Regions from separate parts of the Hordeum vulgare genome. Here all the other regions are linked to region 3. A link is a contact called in public Hi-C data. All regions are on one chromosome and are shown on one strand. Each heading gives the region's core, a stretch centred on a gene start, on an enhancer-like site or on the middle of the called end of the contact. The rest is flanking DNA. Distances are from core to core; before and after follow the strand shown. Region 1 holds the start of LOC123403487 (outer envelope pore protein 37, chloroplastic). Region 2 holds the start of LOC123401572. Region 3 holds the start of LOC123402108 (bidirectional sugar transporter SWEET4).

Region 1 (3,569 bases), core at 464-2,963, 480 kb after region 3:
AGAATCTTTTTCCTCCTCAAAGTCATCTGAATCATAGTCACTGTCCACCTCCCTTTTGGATCCTTTCTTTGTTTTATTACCAAAATCTATATCAGCCCATTCATTAAAAAGGCCATCATCATCCTTGGCAAGTTCATTATCAGAATCTACCCACTCCGACTCCCATTCACTGTCACTACTGTCAGTTTTGTCACTGCCATCACAAGTATTGTGTGCTGCCTCTTCAACCACATTTGTTCTCCTACTCCTTCTCAACTCATGTCCATGATTTTGTGGCATTGGTGGTGCATTGCTACTGCCAGCTGCATTGCTACTGCCAGCTAGAATGCTACTGCCAGCTACATTGGCAATGTTAATATCATCAAATATATTGCCAAATGACGTATCTTTGTGGTCAACATACATCTGAAAATACTGGAACTTGGGAACAACAACAATCATGCTCAATGTATCAATGTCGCAGTCCACTATCTGAAGTCCTGCATCTAGGTTCATTGTAGGGAGCAAGCAATACAAGTTGTAATTTCCTGGAGCAGCATAACCTAGCCGACTCATATAAATCGGTGAGCCACAAAGGAGACCAAGTGTCTGCTTCGCACACATCAATTCGAGCAACTTTCCCATCAACATACGTCTTTGACGCGCCAAATTCGTAAAAAAGCCCCCATAGTTGATCTCTACGATGAAAACCTCCTCAAGTGGTCCTAAGTAAAATATGATAGTCAAAATCTACCGTCGTTTAGAAAAATAATAGTAGCTAATCATGAATTGAAGAATAAAAAAATAGATGCATACAGAGCAAAACGAAGAAGAACAGACAAGAACGGAGAAGAACAAACAAGAACGGAGAAGATTAGGGTTAGGGATCCTTACCATACCGCGGAGGAGGATCGCCGGGTCGCCGCAGCTCTGGCGCCATCCTAGCGGACGCCGCCTCCCGACTAGCGCCCCCGATCAATGCCCCTGGTCGCCGTAGCAACGCCTCCGCCGCCGGCCGCCGTCAGAAATGCGAGAGAGGATTGGGATGGAACCGAGGACCAAGAAATGAGGACAAGGAAAGGGGTGGGGGCATTTGCAAACTTGCACGTCCAGCCGGGTTGCCTCCTCGGGCCCACTGTCGATGTGGCGCTGGTCAGCGCTGACCAAAGTCGCTGGAGACGAGTTTAGGACCTGGAGTGAACAACTTTAGAAACAATTAGAACTAAGGGCCTGTTTGGGACTGTTTCAATTCATCAAAACCAGCTTCACTTCATCAAATTCACTTTGAAGCAGTTTCATACAGAAGTTATAACACTATTAAGAGAATGTTTGGCTTCCATCTAGCTTCAACTTCAAAAATAGAAAATCTGGTGGAAAGAATCTATTTGATTGGTTGAGGGAAAAGAAATGAAGAGGTATCCACTTACTCGTGGCAGTGGTGGGTAATTTCCCCCCAACTCCAGCTTCTAGAGTTTTTTAAAGCATCCTCTAAGGAGCTTCATAAAAACTTTGAAGTTCTATCTCAAATTCTATTTTTTTATGGAGTGACATATCGTGAAGCTACCCCGTTTGACTTGCCTTTTTTAAAGCAAAGCTGAATTTTAAGAAAAAATATCAATTCCAAATAACAAAAAATTAGGACCCAAATAAGACTTCTGAAAAAGAATAGGACCGCCAATGCATTTAACTCATTCCCATTCTCAAGTCCCAAGCCCTCCGCAGTCCCGCAGTCCGCACCCCAGGCCCCACAAGTTTCCCACTTCCCTCTTCCTCCATTCGATTCTTCACACCGCTCACCCCGCCGCTTCCCTCGCTTCCTCCGCCCATGGCCGCCGCCACCGCCACCACTTCCTCCTCCCCGTCCACCCCCAAGAACCCTAACCCTTTCAATCTGCCTCCATGGCTCCGCTGCCCCCTCACCTTCCTCTGCCCGCCCCCTTCCCCTCCCCCGCCGCCCCCTCCTCCGCCTCCCCCACCACCCCCGCCCCCGGAGCCGACGGTGGTGGCTCCAGCGCAGCGGTACAGGAGGCCGGGGCTGCGGGTGACCACGGAGTACGACAGCGAGGAGGCCTTGTTTGCGCACAAGGTGTCCTGCAAGCTCGCGGGGGGTCTCGCCAAGCTGCGGCTGTCATTCCAGAGCGACCAGCAGGGCCACGGAGAGGACCCGCGGCAGCTCTTCGGGGCGCCGGTGCTGTCGTTCGTTACCAAGCACTTCTCCGCGATGTATGACGTCGAGGGCCGCAACGCGCTGCTCCGTGGTAACGCTTCGCTCCCCGGTGGCGCCGTCCAGCTTCGCGCCTCGCACGATGTCAAGGTTCCAATTGCATCTCCATGTCAACGTTGGTTTGTCACTCAATTCGCGTTGAAGGACATGTGATGTCTGTGTGTTTATGTGTTCGTTTTTGTCGCTTTTGTCGATGGAAAGTCTATTTATATATTCTTTTCACTCACTGATAAAGTTTCACACCTTTAGTCTCCTGAGTTTGTTCTGCTACTGGTACCTACATACTTCTTTCTTTCTTTCTATAATGGCATCCTGTTTTATTCTCAGGAGCAAGAAGGAGAAGTTTCAGTAATAACTAGGTTGGGTGACCCGTCTTATAGACTCGAGATATCATCTTTGGTGCCTTACAATGGTTTGGTGAGTACATACATTCATGTCTCCTTTTTCTATGTTTCATTGATTAGAATAAATGTATTGTGGTGTTGAGGAATCCCAACAAGGTTCATTTTCTACCTTAAAATACAAATTTGATCATTGTTAGCACAAAACGTATTATAGTCGTCACTCCTTTATTACTCGGAAATTATTTATGCCACTTGAGATGAAGGAGTGTAATTTGCTATTATATTGAAAAGATTGAATACTCTTAAAATGTTTGCAAAAGTTGGTCGGAAAGTCCATGTTGTTTAGTAACTTACAGCTTACAACTGTACTCTGTTGTTTTACTCCTGTATGCAGTAGAGTCTGCACGATATTTGAGGCCACCTATATCCAGATCGTAGCTCCTTTAGGTGCTATTTCAGACTTTAAACATTAGCTATTGTGTTGAAAGCACTAAGCTGTCGTATACTGTTTTTAAAGGTTTTATATGAAATCATGTGCCATATGTTTCATTTCTATATTTGTTGTTTATATTCAGTAGACCATGTGTCCTAATGCTGAAAGATGTTTGTGAACTGTAGACATATGTTCTTAGCAACAAGAATCCATGCATATTTCCTAGAATTTGTAATGAAACTCTGTCAAATGTTTAGTTAACCCTGATACCTGTGCAGCCAAGAGCAACACTGCACTTTCCAATTGGTCAAGTTTCAGTGGAAGAGAGGACAAATGAAGAAGACCAAAAAATGTTGTCAGTCTATGGGATTGCGAAAACGGATTTTTTAGACGGCATTCTTACTGCTCAATACAATGAAAATGATTTGAATCTAAGATATTGCTATAAGGTGACTTATGTCTAATGTTGTATTTGTTCGGTTTTCAGACCTTCTGTTTATCTGATTTGTTTTGTCGATTTTCTATGGCAGGACAATGAATTAACTTTAGTTCCCAGCGTCTCCTTGCCTTCGAATGCAGTATCCCTAGA
Region 2 (3,579 bases), core at 1,073-3,572, 340 kb after region 3:
GGCTAGTCCGCCGCCTCCAGCTCCCTCCCTCGCCGCCGCCGGTGTGCGCCGCCGATCCGGTCGGCGTAGGCGGCGGCGGGGATTTCCCTTCTCCTCGTTCGATGTCGTGCGGTGCGGGACGGCGGCTTCAGCGACGGCGTCATGCGGATCCAAGGCACGGCAGCGCAGCAGCTCCCGGCGGAGGCGCGGGTGGAGATTGGCTGGGCGTGGCGTGCCGGTCGGTTGGACGTGGCTAGAAGCTGAAGGTGGGGCTGGGCGTTGCCGGTGGCGGTTGCAGCGGCGGCGTTCAGCCCGGATCCGGTCTTTGAGGTGGCCACGGCTAACCCGAATCCGACCATGGTGGTGGCGGCGTCCCCTCCGCCGGGGATGACGGGCCAGGTGGTGGGTCTTTGTGACGGCACCGGTGACGGCGGATCTTGGGATCCCGGGACCGGGCTCGTCGCAGGATCCGGTACTGGCTGCGAGTCGGGGAGACATAGTTGCCGGTGAAAACCGAGCCGACGGCGGACGATGGCGGCGTTCTGCGCCGTTACCTTAATGAAGGCTTCGTCTTGTAACTAGTGTCGATCCACTCGTGCTGCTCGAGGGGAAACCTTAGGATCTGGTTTTCCAGATCGGATGATGGCGACATTGCGGTGTCGTTCCTCTCTAGGAAGCATCGTTTGTGGAGCAGTGCTGGAAGACACAGGCAGGAGGTGGAGCGTCTTCGTCCTGCACGGAGCTTCGGTGGTGATGTCAGGTCATGCCTGGCCAACAGGTGCTACGCTTTGTCATGCCTGTTCGGCAGGTGCTACGCACGACAGATCTTATAGAGTCTTCGCATCTGGATGGACGAGCGCGGGGAGGTGGCGCCGTTGGGCGCCGTGGTGGCGTTGACGGATGGCCGGACTGACAAGGATGATGCGGATTTCTCTCCTGAAGATGGGTCAGCAGTTCGATGATGATGGCGGCTTCTAAAACGTGTGCATGTGGTATACGCTTTAGGTCTGCTACGCCGGCTGTTAGTTCCGATACGTTATGTGAATGGATCGGCGACGACACCGGTTTTAGATATGGGGAGTGAGAGCACTCCACATTATCGCTTTTGTAGGTGTGAGTGGGGGCTTCGGGTGGCTTGATGTATGTTCTTGTCAGACCTTTGTTGAATAAGTAATAAAGATGGTTGTATGCATCGATTGATGCAGAGGCCGGGGGGTCTTAACCTCCTTTTCTAAAAAAATGCAGAACCAGATAATATAGACAAGAGGCCTTCAAGCCAATTATATACACTATTTTGAACTAATCATCAACTTTATCCAAGCTGGACGACTGCATGGGTAAAGAGTGGCTGAGCCAGGTTGCTTTAACTTGATAATCCACACTAGAGTCACCCTTCATCTCGGAATGAAACCATGATGCTTGACCAAAGCTAAACAAATTCCCTTTAGGCAAAAAGTTAGCTTTCAAGCATGTCCTTTTTCCATATTCACTGATAAGCTAAATCAGCATGCCAAAAGACCAGCCCGAGACCAACAATGGTAGCGTACTAGTGATGAAGATATGTGTGTCGAAAACCTCTTTCTGTCGAAAACCTCTTTCATTATGCCCTCTATGAGCTAGCAGAAAGCCAGCGTCCATCTCCAAAATAGGATAGCGAAAGAAGAAAAAGCAAGCTATGTAGTATGGCGATTCGGTGACAACAATCATAGGTTACATGTTCTCAGGCGCCACCTAAAATCACACGCATTAAGCAGCTATAGAAAAGCAACGCAGCAGATAAATCTAAGAAGGGCATGAGAACGTCACACCGTCAGCCTTCCAGCTAATCCCACCGAAACCACCACATGAATGCTCCAGAGCATACCGGTACCAAAATCCCAGGAAATGGCCGAATCCAAGGCAGGCAGCTCCCAGCCTCCGCGCCAGAGGTGCCCCAGATCACAAGAGGCCACCTCATCTCGCAAGAGATTCAACCAGGCCGAGGTCCAATCCCACACTCCGAATGCGATTCTGGGTAAGCGCGGCCCGAATCGAAAAATGGCAAGAAGCTGCAGGAGCCTCGTGGAATGGAAAGAAAGGCGAATGCGGGAGGTGTTGACCTGTGCACGGGAGGCGTGTATCTCTTGATGCTGTCCGGGTTGGTATCCGCCATGGCAGCAGCTCGGGCCCTGGGAGGCGCGGAGGGGGAGGGAGGAAGAAGGAGCGGGCGGTGGATGGGGTTGCTTCCTTCCTCCTCCTGCCCAGCCCGGCTGCCGCCCTCTTTCTTCCACCCTCCGTCTCCGTGCCCTGCCCTGCCCTACCCTGACGAGAGATGCAAAAGAGGGAGGAACAAAGGGGCGAAGATGGGGGGCCCGGGCCGGGGGTGTGGGTGTGGGTGGGGAAAGCGGGAGTGCTTTCCGCGGTAATGTCTCGATTCCGGGAAACTGGTCACTAACGAGTGGGACCTTAGAATTGCGCCGTGACACTATTGTAAATAAGTCCAAAACAAAATATCCAAAGTTTTCTTTTCTTGAGGGACAAAAGATCCAAGGTTTGTGAGGTGAAAATACCCAAAGAGACATCTATATACCTATACCTACCTAATAATAAAGAGGCAATTGCTTCCGTCGGAAAACTCACCGCTGCATTTTTATTAAAAAAACTGTAAGCAAAAATTATACCCGTACGCATCGCCTCCTCCCGTCGACCCTAGGCCACCCTGGCCTGTGCCCAGGCCGCCGCCACACCACTCGTCGTCGCGGCCGACCTCAACCGCCACCGCTGCCGATCTCAACCCACCCGCCTCCGCGGCCGTACCTCTCCCCGCTCACTGCCCCCGTTGTGCCGCTCGAGCGCATCGCGTCGACCCTGGTCCACCCTGGCGTGTGCCCAGGCCGCTGCCACACCACTCGCCGCCGCGGCCGACCTCAACCACCACTGTTGTCGATCTCAACCCACCCGCCTCCGCGGTCGTACCTCTGCCCGCTTGTTGCCCCCATTTCGACGCTCGAGGACAGTTTCTGGATCAAATCTACGCGACAACTACAGTGACTGGGGATGATGCGTCTGCTCGATGCAGAACGGCGGCGGCGAGGCGGAGCGAAGTACTTGCAGGTGGAGGCGGGCCTCCATGGCTCACAGGGGAACTCCGAGGTTATGGCGCGGCAACGGCGACTCCTTATGGCCAGATAGAGGCGCCTAACCCTTGCTCCCCTCATTGTATCCCCTCCTCCGGCAGAAACTCATCATCCGGTGAGATCCCCTCTCCATGCCTCCAACCGTCTGCCAAGCACCGGCAAGAAATTTTGTTTTGTGGGGATTTATTTGTTGATGAATGAATGTATTGAATGTAAGATTGTATTGTTGTAGAGATAGAGAATGGAACACGACCTTCAGTTTGTCATCTGATCCCACATTCTCTACCCCATGAGTGAAATAAGATAACAGTCCATTGATCAATTCACGTAGCCTCTTTGTTTTGCTTTGCTTGCCCCGCTCAATTTCTCATCATGTGGAATTAACAATGGATGGGTTGATTTCTCAACAAAATAGGATAGGACTGACTACATTAGTTAGTTAGCTTATTATTTTAATAAATCAAAATGATTATAAAAATATTAA
Region 3 (3,258 bases), core at 96-2,595:
CTTTATATAAAAAGTGTATTTATTTTTTGATAAAATTTTATAATGTAAGGTGCATGTATTCTAAATCCTCGTGATTTCCTTTTTAGCACTCTAAAAAATAAAAAAATAAAAAGTATCTATCTCCTGATTGCGTGTATCTCTCTTTGTATCAAAAAAGGAAAGCTATCTCTCGCTCGATTGCATGTATCTCTTACTTTTATGAACTCAGTGATTTACTTGCCATAAACCAACAAATTTACCAAGGGTAATTTTATCATAGGACTTCTATAATTATATGCCTTGGTCACCGTGTTGAAAATAATAGACATACATAAAGAAACAGGGGGAGTACGGAAAGTCTTCTTTTGCTTCCAAGCTTATTTGAGCTCGGGATGAACAGTAGAATTAAAAAAATGAAAAATCATTCAAAATATTCTGATTTTTTAATGCAAAAATTGACAAAAGTTTTCTATGCTCACAAAACATCATCTTGAAAAGACATTTGTGGATGTCGTGCAAAAAAACAAAATCAACACCCTAAAATGCTTTTGAAAATAACACATTTGGAGTATCGATTCTTTTGCCACGATTTCCACGAATGTGATTTTAATATGAAATGTTGGGAGCGCGTAATTTTTTGGTCAATGTGTGTACCAAAAAAATTCTGAATTGGTTGAATTAGTCATGAATTTTTCCGAATTTTACTGTTCATCAGGTTCAAATGAGGTCGAGCTCAAAAACTCCACTTCCCGGAAGTACTACATATCTATGTATTACGCAAAATCATCACTCATAGGAAGGGGTGACCATAACATTAGGCCAGAAGCAACCAGACATCATATGTAACTGCATCCTCACACTCTCAAATGATGCCAACCAAACACCATGTACGAAACGACCTCGTGATGCAATGCGGGCAGACAACCAAAACTTAACATGATTTAGTGTCCCTATATCATCTCAACCAAAATACACAGCGCCAAAATGGGCAGAGGGAACCAAAGACTATTGATGCCCAGCGGGGGTAGCTTGGGTTGCTCCGGGACCAAGAATGCGAATATCTACCAAAGTCGAAATGAGCAACCCAGCATTTCTAAAAATCCTGTGGAAAGAAAAAGTAGTACGACCAGCCCACACGGCTGGCTGCTGGGCCACCGCACATCGGGGTTGTTATAGAGAGAGAAACGCGCAGAGAGAGATAGAGAGAGAGAGATAGAAAGAGGCGTATGCAAAAGGCCGCCGCGGTGTGCATGAGAGAGAGCGCGGCGGATAGAGATAGAGACGGGGACGCCGCTGCGGGGCCCACGGGTCAGCAGCCCCCGCTCTATTTAAGGACCCCGTTTGGTGTTTTCTTGAGATCATTCACTCATCAAACGCACCGCAGAGGGACAGAGAGAGAGGGTCCGCTGTACTTGCATCCTTCCCTGCCCCCCCCCCCCTCCCCCTCCTCCTCCCTTCCAGAAATCCACATCCGAGACGCTCTTCTAGATCAGTTCCTTGGTGCGGTTAACCTCTCGCCGGAAGCCGCCATGGTGTCGCCCGACGCTATCCGCACGGTCATCGGCGTCATAGGTGCGTGCGTCCGTCCGTCCCCGTCGCTCCACGCTCTCCCCGACTCTCTGCTGCATACGCATGTGCTCCTGCACTGCAGCGAAAATCATGTGGTGGATGGTACCGCACGGGGTCGTACGGGGTGGCGCTGTTGCCTTGCCTCCCCCTGATGCTCTTTTTGTTTCTCGCCGCTTTGCGCGTGTCCTCTTCACGGACTTTTGCTCCCTTCTAGTGCAAGCGAGCATCCCGAATCGTGATTTGTTCGGCAGTTTCCTCCTTCGTGCTTGTTCATCGTCCGAGATCTACTTCTGACGTTGCTGTTTTGGGGTTTGTTGTGTGTGTCTCTCTTGCAGGCAATGGAACCGCCTTGGTGCTCTTTCTATCCCCAGTGTAAGCACCGCCTAAAACTACATGCTCTTAAATAAGTGTATCTTCATTTAATTCGCCGGATAAAATGGATTCCGGAATTAATTGTGCTGAGCAAGGAGCGAGAATTACATGATGCAAATCCGTGAGAATGCGGAGATCTGCGCCGCAATGATTTTGTAGTACCCCTTTTTTCTGATCGAAACAGTTTAGGTATCTCTTCTGTTCGAATGAAAAACCTGACCAGTGAAAACACTTGCCAACTGCGAATTCCAGGCCGACGTTCTACCGAATCTGGAAGAAGAAGACGGTGGAGCAGTACTCGGCGGTGCCGTACCTCGCGACGCTGCTCAACTGCATGATGTGGGTGCTCTACGGGCTCCCGCTGGTGCACCCGCACAGCATGCTCGTCATCACCATCAACGGCACCGGCATGGTCATCGAGCTCGCCTACATCGCGCTCTTCCTCACCTACTCCGTCGGCGCCGCCCGCCGCCGAGTCCTTATCCTGCTGGTCGCCGAGGTCGCCTTCGTCGGCGGGGTCGCCGCGCTCGTCCTCTCCCTCGCCCACACCCACGACCGCAGGTCCATGGTCGTCGGCATCCTCTGCGTCCTCTTCGGCACCGGCATGTACGCCGCGCCGCTCTCCGTCATGGTACGCGTCGCCATCACTCCCACGGTCTCACCTACAAAGTACAAACTAGTAGTACAGTATTGGAGTGAGATTTGGTGGTGGTATTTTATTGATTGATCTTAGTCCAGTGGGTGATTGTCGGCGTCAGAAGATCAGGCGAGGAGATGATTAATTAACTGCTGTTCGAATGAGAATAACCATAGGAAAAGAACGCTGGATTAGTCTATAGTAATTTGATTGACCAACGTCTGCTCTTGGTTCTGGGTGGAGAATAGAATACGCGAGTACACGCATGCGTAATCCTGTCGTTTCTCTCTATCTAGTACAGTACACTAGTAGCTGTATTCTTTTCGGCTATCTCGCTACTACTTTGAACGGCGCAAATATTCTTTTCTGAAGAATTTTTTTTATATATCACGTACGTGCAGTGTTTCCATTCCATGGCGTCAAATCAACTCCTGTTCTTCTTCTATCAAAGAAGAAAATAAAAACTCATGTTCTTTTGCTATCAAAAAATAAAAAACTCATGCTCTTTTTGTTCATCATTTTACTTTTGGATTCAACTGTAATTAACAACTTGTACCCGCTGCACTTTTCGTTAAAATTGTTCAGGGCTCTTTTAGTCCCCCCATCCCAAGCAAAACTAAAGTTGTCTCATCTCCCATGCTGTCGTTTCCTTGCTAGTTTTTGTGCTTCCTAATCTGGTTAATACATACGTGTAGAAGGAA

What was found. Hi-C and Micro-C count contacts between places; a contact is called where the count stands out from the background.
Region 1: a contact with region 3 is called in a Hi-C map of leaf, with 2.0 times the contacts expected there. The contact joins the promoter of LOC123403487 here to the promoter of LOC123402108 in region 3. A contact is called at or near these places in 2 of 6 Hi-C or Micro-C datasets (leaf and seedling) and 1 of 1 datasets of contacts at active chromatin or transcription factors (embryo).
Region 2: a Hi-C map of seedling shows a contact between it and region 3, with 5 times the contacts expected there. The contact joins the promoter of LOC123401572 here to the promoter of LOC123402108 in region 3. A contact is called at or near these places in 1 of 6 Hi-C or Micro-C datasets (seedling) and 1 of 1 datasets of contacts at active chromatin or transcription factors (embryo).

The regions. Positions count from the first base shown.
Region 1 is chr6H:349,042,901-349,046,469 of MorexV3_pseudomolecules_assembly, reverse strand. LOC123403487 (outer envelope pore protein 37, chloroplastic) reads left to right here and starts at 1,713. Exons shown (of 6, transcript XM_045097421.1): 1 at 1,713-2,293; 2 at 2,531-2,620; 3 at 3,259-3,429; 4 at 3,511-3,569. The coding sequence starts at 1,805.
Region 2 is chr6H:349,188,414-349,191,992 of MorexV3_pseudomolecules_assembly, reverse strand. LOC123401572 reads right to left here and starts at 2,322. Exons shown (of 6, transcript XM_045095398.1): 1 at 2,079-2,322. The coding sequence starts at 2,131.
Region 3 is chr6H:349,524,296-349,527,553 of MorexV3_pseudomolecules_assembly, reverse strand. It overlaps LOC123402108 (bidirectional sugar transporter SWEET4), which reads left to right and starts at 1,345. Exons shown (of 5, transcript XM_045095988.1): 1 at 1,345-1,551; 2 at 1,884-1,920; 3 at 2,173-2,551. The coding sequence starts at 1,509.